Linked DNA regions of Mus musculus: all the other regions are linked to region 1. A link is a contact called in public HiChIP or PLAC-seq and promoter capture Hi-C data. All regions are on one chromosome and are shown on one strand. Each heading gives the region's core, a stretch centred on a gene start, on an enhancer-like site or on the middle of the called end of the contact. The rest is flanking DNA. Distances are from core to core; before and after follow the strand shown. Region 1 holds the start of Gdpd4 (glycerophosphodiester phosphodiesterase domain containing 4). Region 2 has its middle 11 kb from the start of Gm32945. Region 3 holds the start of Aamdc (adipogenesis associated Mth938 domain containing).

Evidence for each region. Promoter capture Hi-C pulls out the DNA fragments that hold promoters and counts their contacts. HiChIP or PLAC-seq counts read pairs in DNA pulled down with a chosen protein or histone mark.
Region 2: a promoter capture Hi-C map of stem cell-derived epiblast-like cells shows a contact between it and region 1, with 5 times the contacts expected there. The contact joins the enhancer-like site here to the promoter of Gdpd4 in region 1. A contact is called at or near these places in 5 of 39 promoter capture datasets (the 3T3-L1 cell line, hippocampal neurons, liver and 2 more) and 1 of 9 other capture datasets (macrophages).
Region 3: an H3K4me3 HiChIP or PLAC-seq map of embryonic stem cells shows a contact between it and region 1, with 10 read pairs. The contact joins the promoter of Aamdc here to the promoter of Gdpd4 in region 1. A contact is called at or near these places in 2 of 39 promoter capture datasets (cranial neural crest and second pharyngeal arch cranial neural crest) and 1 of 115 datasets of contacts at active chromatin or transcription factors (embryonic stem cells).

What each region holds. Positions count from the first base shown.
Region 1 is chr7:97,918,650-97,921,285 of GRCm38.p6, reverse strand. It overlaps Gdpd4 (glycerophosphodiester phosphodiesterase domain containing 4), which reads right to left and starts at 1,328. Exons shown (of 18, transcript NM_177696.3): 1 at 1,244-1,328.
Region 2 is chr7:97,428,654-97,431,289 of GRCm38.p6, reverse strand. No RefSeq gene overlaps it. Among named protein-coding and RNA genes, the nearest start is that of Gm32945, 11 kb to the right of the region's middle. Within about 2 kb of position 1,284, at least 54 of the 459 cell types and tissues checked have an H3K27ac peak or open chromatin away from gene starts, as enhancers often do. A contact at or near this core is called in stem cell-derived epiblast-like cells, where this site is marked.
Region 3 is chr7:97,578,210-97,580,845 of GRCm38.p6, reverse strand. It overlaps Aamdc (adipogenesis associated Mth938 domain containing), which reads left to right and starts at 1,349. Exons shown (of 5, transcript NM_001177945.1): 1 at 1,349-1,480. It overlaps Rsf1 (remodeling and spacing factor 1), which reads right to left and starts at 950. Exons shown (of 16, transcript NM_001081267.2): 1 at 741-950. The coding sequence starts at 942.

The DNA of each region.
Region 1 (2,636 bases), core at 79-2,578:
ATGGCAGTCTCTAGATGGTCCATCCTTTCGTCTCAGCTCCAAACTTTTGTCTCTGTAACTCCTTCCAGGGGTTTTTTGTTCCCAATTCTAAGAAGGGACAAAGTGACCACACTTTGGTCTTCGTTCTTCTTGAGTTTCATGTGTTTTGCAACTTGTATCTTGGGTATTCTAAGTTTCTGGGCTAATATCCACTTATCAGTGAGTACATATCATGTGAGTTCTTTTGTGATTGGGTTACCTCACTCAGGATGATACCCTCCAGATCCATCCATTTGCCTAGGAATTTCATAAATTCATTCTTAAAAAACTTTTTTAAACAGAGAAATGTGTCCATGAATGAGTAAGAAACAGATCACTAGAATATTTTACATTTGGAGATTAAATACATTTATGAAAAAATTCATAAGTTAACACAAAATAATAATCACAGTGGAAATGAAAAAGTAGATTGATTTGAGGAGATCACTGTGTGTGTTTATATCTTGGTGTGATTAGTTGTAGATACTGGAAAATACAATGGCAGATGTGAAGAAAACGTTCTGTGACAGGAGGGTAAACTGAATACTGACTAAATCCCAGCTTTTGACTCAGAATCATTAGCGCTAGCATTTCAAGGTACCCACAGATCCTTTGGGCTTTTGCACTAGCCAGGGTAGCTGAATTCACATGAAACTGTAATACTTAGGAGGGGATTCGATTAAGTTATTCCCATCCCAGGCCTCTTCACTCACTCCAGCAGTCTGAAGAAATCTCCACTTAGATTTCTCACAGGTACTTCAAAGTAAATGTGTAAAACTGAACCATGATTTCATTCTCCCAAATCTATTCCTCCCGAAGTCTATTCAATCTCAAAGACGCCACCATTCACTAGCTAGACTGAGCAAAGAATCCGAGTAGACATTCCTCTTGCCACGAAAACTAGAGTGATAAACCAAGCGTTGACAGACAGCATAGAACTGTGATCCTCAGACACGGAAACAAGCCTGCAGGGACTTCAGGGTGACCGTCTGGGTGGCCTGCTTGGCCATCCCTGGGTTGCAGAGCTTTGTCCCTGTCCTTTAACAGCTGTGGAGAGGAAACCCTTTTTTCCTTAGAGCCGTGGAAACATGGCTGGTCGGATCACCTCAAGTGATGAGCAACCTGGGTCAGCACCCCTCAGGCTTGGCTACGGGCTGTGAACCTAAGGTAACTTCCTGGTTTGAGTGATGTCTGGGGGTTCCAAAGAGATGGAAACACTACTTACGGTGACTTTACAGTCGCTAACGCAAATCGTAATTCCACACCTGTGAAGACTAGCGTCTCTCAAGATGGAGGACAGGCACGAGGGAGCCCCTGACCTGAGCACGGGTGCAGGGCGTGGCCACTCGTCGTGGGGGCGTGGCCACACTCACACAGGGCTGCAGTCTGGGAAAACCCTGTGAAACCAGGCCCCCAATTTTAGGACCAAGTACTGTAGTTGGTTTGTTGTTGCTGCTGTTGATTGATGCCTGGGATTAGAACTCATTTTCTCAGAGCAACATGTTTTAATTGTGCCTTCCAAGGTAAACAAACGCTCTCTGACTCGTTATGGTTAATATAAAAATAGGCGTAGTTATTATTGCTTTCATAATTCATGGTAGCTATTTTTGTAGTGAAATTATTCAGATCGCCATTTAATCTCTTCTCACTCCCTTAAAGGAAAACAAACCTGTTTCAAACATGATAATGAGCCAGGTTTACCTTTGGATTTATTTTCTTTTTAAAAGGGTTGGGTTTTTTGTTTGTTTTGTTTTGTTTTGTTTTTGGTGTTTGCTGCGTGTCTACACGAATGGAAATGGGCAGGACAAAGGAAAGCTTCTGGTCTCTTCCTCTGTTGTTTTTGCTTTATTTCCAATACAAGGTCTCACTGAATCAGAAACTGGACAGCACATTGGCTGTCTTCAGTAGCATATGCTGTTGTATGTACTTCGAACTCTGTAAACTATGGATTAAATTCAATCTTTTCATGTTTGTCCCATCTCCTGTGGCTCTAAATGACAGGGCCTGAAACCAGCATCTCATTCTTGGCACCTCCCTTTCCTTTGCAGTCTGGCAGAGTGACCAAATTCTGTTTTGCTTGTTGGAATATTTCTTGTCCACTTCTTTCCATGTCTTCTACTCGTTTTCTTGTATTTCAAGGCCCAATAAAAGCCCCTAAATTTCTCAGTGTGCAGCAACTGCTTAAGAGAGAGCCAATTTTACCACTCACACTCTCCCAAAGCCCCCCCAACAGCAAGTCATGCTGATCTTCTAACAACACTGACTGTTCTTAAAATGCATCCCTGAAGTTTAGTCTTCTTAAGTTGTGTTCCTTCCCTTTCTCCATTCTCACATTCCCTCTGTCTCCATTCCCACTTAGCTGGATTCCCCAGCAACACCAGACTTTTTAAATTGATCCCTTTTTCTCATTTATTTTTCTTCATAACCATAAACTTAACTCTGCAATCTAGCTAGGCTTGGAGGGGAAGCCTGAAGACCTTCAGTAAGAGCAGAGGAGGTTACAGGGTATTGCAAGCAGACGGAGTTGGGGCAGCCTTCTGAGCTACAGAAATCGGGGGGGGGGAGAGATAAGATGCCCACAAGTCAGAAAAATTAGAGTTGTCCCCAGTAAGCACTGA
Region 2 (2,636 bases), core at 35-2,534, 490 kb after region 1:
TGAGTGTTAGGATCAAAGGTGTGTGCCTCTACTCCAGGAGTACCCTTTTTTGTTGTTGTTGTTTTACAATTTTTAAAAAAATATTTCTGAAATCACAAGAATTACATCTTCTTCCTCCTTTCCTTCTCTCCCCAAATCTTCCCACAAACTCCTTTTGCTTTTCTTCTCAAATTCATGACCTCTATTGCTTTAATTGTTATGACATACATATACACTATATATACATATACATGAGTATATATGTACATATAAGAATATATGTATATATATATATTCCTAAATATAGAAATAAAAAGCTACATACATATATGTACACATATATTACATATATATAATATATGTATGCTTTCAGGGAGGCCCTCTTGTCTTTGGGTACCCAATATGGAGGCTCTTTCCTGGAGAAAACTAATTCTGCTGTTAGCTGTAATTCCTTTTCTGGGACTGAGGCTCCATGAGAGGCCCCTCTTCCATGTTAGCCAGTCTGTAATTGGTGTTGGTGTCCTCGTTCAGGTCTGGTTAGGTAGTCATGACAATGAAACTTCACGGGTGTTGCCTCTCTGACATTTCTAGGAGGCAAATATTCTTTTTTTTAAAGATGTATTTATTGTTATATGTAAGTACACTGTAGCTGTCTTCAGACACACCAGAAGAGGGTGTCAGATCTCCATGTGGTTGGTGGGATTTGAACTCAGAACCTTTGGAAGATCAGTCAGTGGGAAAATGTTCACAGCCAACTTCCTGGCTCTCTGTCTCCCACATTCTTCTCACCCTCTCCTCTGTTCTGAGTTCTCAGGGCAGGGGTTGTTGCATCTGTTGGGTTCAACAACACTGCCGAGTGTTCTCTGTGTTAGATCATCTGTGGGCTTTTGTAACGGTCTCCGTCTGTTGTAAGGAGACACTTCTTTGATGAGGATGAGACCTATGCTTTCTGTGGGTATAGGATAAATATGTAGAATGTAGTTAGGAATTACGCTGATTTTGTAAGAAGGTAGGTATAGGTTCTCCAAGAGCCATGATTCACTAGTCTGGGGCAGTTGACTAAGGAGCAGACATGATTTCCCTCATGTTGTATGGGCTTTAAGTCCAACTAGAGAACTCTCAGCCCCTGTTAAAGTATAGGTGCCACTATAGCGACCTTGCGGGTGCTGTGCTCATTGCTTTAATTCCCAGGCATCATAGCTGGGAAGAGCTATTGCTTGCTTCCTTAAACATTTTAAGCTGTCTGTTTTCACAGAGTTGGCAACCCAGGGTGCCCCGTGGCAGAAGCCTGACCTAGCTTACAGCTGATGACCCCTGCTGCTATGGCGACAGGCAGGTTTCTGGTGAATTCAATTACTAGGCTTCCACACTGAGAGCAGAGACCAGGAATTGGCCTCCTGCCAGAGACTTTGAGACTTTGAGAAAATTTACTTCACAAAGAAAGCTTGGCGGTGGGGGGTTGGGGAGGCTAGTAGGGAGGGAGCAATCTGGATTTTAGATGGTTAAAACCGTTTACCAAGGGTGGAACCGAAATTCAAGGTGACTCTAAATAGCATGGGGAATTGAGACTGGCACCACACCCTGTCACATGTTTATTCACTCAGAAAATTTGAATTGTACTGTTTTAAATGTTCATGTACACACACACACACACACACACACACACACACACACACACACACACACACACACACACACATGCACATTTATGTCCTTGTCTGGTATCATAGGGCTTTTCTTGCACTCTGGAAGGTCTTTCTCTTTTTTGTCTTTGTTTTTGTCCCAGCCTTCCCAGTGCTGTGCTGCTAGGTGTGGGCCACCATACCTGGTTTGCAGTATCCTTTCCCCCAAGCACTGTGAATGGAAACCGAGGATTCACACCTACCAAATGTATCAACATTTTAATTTTGATTGTTTTTAATTGAGTGCGTGTGTCCATGGGTGTCTTTGGGTGCTCCAGGAGGCTAGAAGTGTAAGATCCTGAGCAGGTAGGGTTAGAGGCAGTTGTGAACTCCTGGATCTTGGTGATGGGAACTGAACTCTGATCTTCTGCGAGAGCAATGCACTCTCCCCTCCCCCGACCTTCCAACCCCCACCCCCGCTAAAACAGGGTTTCTCTGTGTAGCCCTGGCTGTCCTGGAATTCACTCTGTAGACCAGGCTGGCTTTGAACTCACAAAGATCTACCTCTGTCTCTTGAGTGCTGGGATTAAAGGCAGGCACTACTATGCCTAACCTCCTTATTTTTATTTTTATTTACATTTTAAAAAATATTTATTTTGGGCTAGAAAAATAGATTATTGATTAAGAGCAAGTCCTGCTCTTCCAGTGGATCTGATTTCCAACACCCTGATCGGAGACTCACAACAACCTGTAATTCCAGTTCCAGGGGAGATGAGGACTCCTAGAACACTTGCATTCACAAGTACATACCCTCCCCCCATACACACACATACACACATATACACTCATACACATATACACATATACACACATAGACAAATATGCATATATACACACACATATATATACTCATACACATATACATATACACATATACACTCACACACATTCACACACATATATACACTGTATATTTACACACACATACACACATATACACTCACACTATACACATATATACTCACACACATATAA
Region 3 (2,636 bases), core at 100-2,599, 340 kb after region 1:
GAGATGCTTTTCTATTATTTTGGGGGAGGTGGTGAGGAGAAAAACTATGGAGGAGGAGATATTAACCCTCTCCTACCCAGAGCGGAGAAGCTGGGCCGAGTTCATTTCCCCTTCCTACGCGAGAATAGGGGGGAAGCCCCCTCTCTGGTCATAGACTCAGATCTCCCAAGGAGGAAGGAGTTTGGGGGGCTAGACCAGCCCTCCAGGGGACGGGAAAAGGCAGGAGCCGACTCTCTCGGGGGAGTTCCCACCACCGGGAGAGCGGAGTGTCCGCGGGCCCCCGCCCACTCAGGTGGAGTGAGCAGAGGGGGCGCCGAGAGAAGATGGGCCCAGCCTCCCGGGAGACGGTGGGGCGGATTGGTGGGAGGAGGGGAAGAGAAAAGCGCAAAGCTGGCCGGAACCTGCGCTCCCCTTCCCCCGCCACCTAAAGGGGTAAGAACTGGAGGCAACACCGGCGCGGGGGACCCGGCCCCAGAGCGTCAGGCCGGCACAATACCCCCTCCTGGGCCCTAGCCCACACCCGGTCCGCGACGCCCCCACCTCCGTCCCCGCGGGGCACGGTGGCCCTAGGGGGCCTCCGCCCCGCCTCCCCAGCACCCAGGAACCCCCGGGCTACGAGGAGTAGGGACTCCGCGGAGGCCAATCCCTGGCGAGGGACGGCCGCAGAGCCCCAGGGTATCTATGGAGAGCTAAAGCGCGCCAGGGCCGCTTCCCGCCGGGCTTTCGGGCCGATCGCTTACCTTCTCCGTTGCCGATGTCTGGCGGCGGCGCCTGCAGCACCCGCTCCAGCTCTGGGAACGGCAACTCGGGCAGGTCCAGCAGCGGCCCGTAGCGTTCCAAGAAGGAGCAGACTACGGCGAAGTTGGGGCACGAACCCGGGCAGCCCGGAGGAGCCATCGCCGCTGCCGCTGCCGCCGCCGCCGCCGCCGCCGCCGCCGCCATTTTGAACTGGAGGATGGAGGAGGAGGGGATGGGGGGGCGGGAGGAGTTGGGGGGACCGAGGGATGGCAGGGTAGCTTTACGGACGACAGGAGGCGCTCTCGAGTGGACGCCCCTGCGGCGGCGAGCGTCTCGCGCCAGGCGCCGCGATCCCACAATACCACGCCGGCCCGGAGCAGTCGAGAACTGAGTTAGATCGGGGACAGAGAGGCACTCTGGGCCCTTCACTTTCCGCCCTCTTCCCGTCCCCTTCCCTCTACGACTTCAAGGCTCCGACTTCTTCCCTCCCACTTCGGGGTCGCTACTGCCTCGTGTGACAGGGGGAATGAAAACAAGGGAAGCGGGGCGGAGAGGTTGGGGGCGGGACTTTCTAAGAACGATAGCCAATGGGGGGAGGGGGCGGAGCTTCGGGTGTGGGCCGGCTGAAGGCGAATTCCAGGCCTGGTGGCTGAACCGCTGTGGCTCAGAGTCCCTCGGCTAGCTGCAGGGAAAGGTGAAGCACGGATCCGACTGGAGGAACAACCGCGAACAGAAGCGCTGCGTGAGTTTTCTGCGGGATCTGGGAACGGAGACGACCAAGAGAGAGAGACAGAGAGGGAGTTGAAGAGAGACACCAAGATGCAGCAAAAGAGAATGGCAGGGAGGAGAGAGGTTAGGAGAAGGAAAGGTGCGGTTGTGGCTTGGCGCGGGACCCTGGAGAGAAGTCTCAGAAAGTTTGCTGAGGGGTGTTGCCCTCTCCTGAGTGTTGTGTGACCAAACTTTTCCTGGGGGGACGGTAAACACATCTCACCCCAGACAGAGCTCCCACCGACAGACCGAAGTACAGATAACACCAAAGTCCAACTTGGCGAACCAATGCGTTTTATTTTAACAGGAGCATGGATAAGGGGTCACTTACAGGAGCAGGAATGACTCAGAGACAGCTGCGACCCCAGGGCCCACCCCAGCATGGGTGACAGATTATAAAAACTGCACAGCCTGCAGGCAGCTCACTGCGTTGGCATGTCCTTTCCAAGTGACTCTGGTCTGAACCTCTTCCAGGCAGCTCAGCTGGCTTCTGCTCCTCCCAGGCAGCTGGTCCCATCTCAGAGTCTTCTTTGCAGTGCAGCTTGTCTGAGAGGCTTTTTTTTTTTTTTTTTCAGCTCAACTTCCTTTAGTTTGAGAGAGACGATCACCTTTTACTGTTTGCTCTGACAGAGAGAGACCTAATGAATCTGGTTAGTTTCAGGGACTTCCTGAAGCTGTTTTGAGTTGTTTTACTGTCCTGTTTAAAGAGCTTCCTTGCCAGATGGAACCGGTGGACCAGGGCCTAAGGTACTCTGTGGATCACTAATGAGGAATTGCCTCTGCTGGGTGACCAAATCTGAGGAACCACTCTCTACTCGGGAACTAAGATGCTAAGAAGACTCTGGGCTCAGCTCAGGCTCTAAGTTGGCCAAGGTCTAGAGGGTGAGCTAGGATTCTACTTAGAAAGCTGGGAGTTCGCTGCACAGCAGTAAGCTTGTTAGGAAGCAGAGTTCTACTCCATTCCAGAGTTGGTTGTAGCATTCTCTCAGAAAGAATCCCAGAATGGGGAAAGTCATCAACAATGGAAAATAAATAGAACCTGCAGCTTAGGAAGCAGTATACTGTATGCTTAGGAGCAGGAAGTAAGTTTGAGTTGAACCAGACTTGAGTCCTATCCCTAATTACTTTAT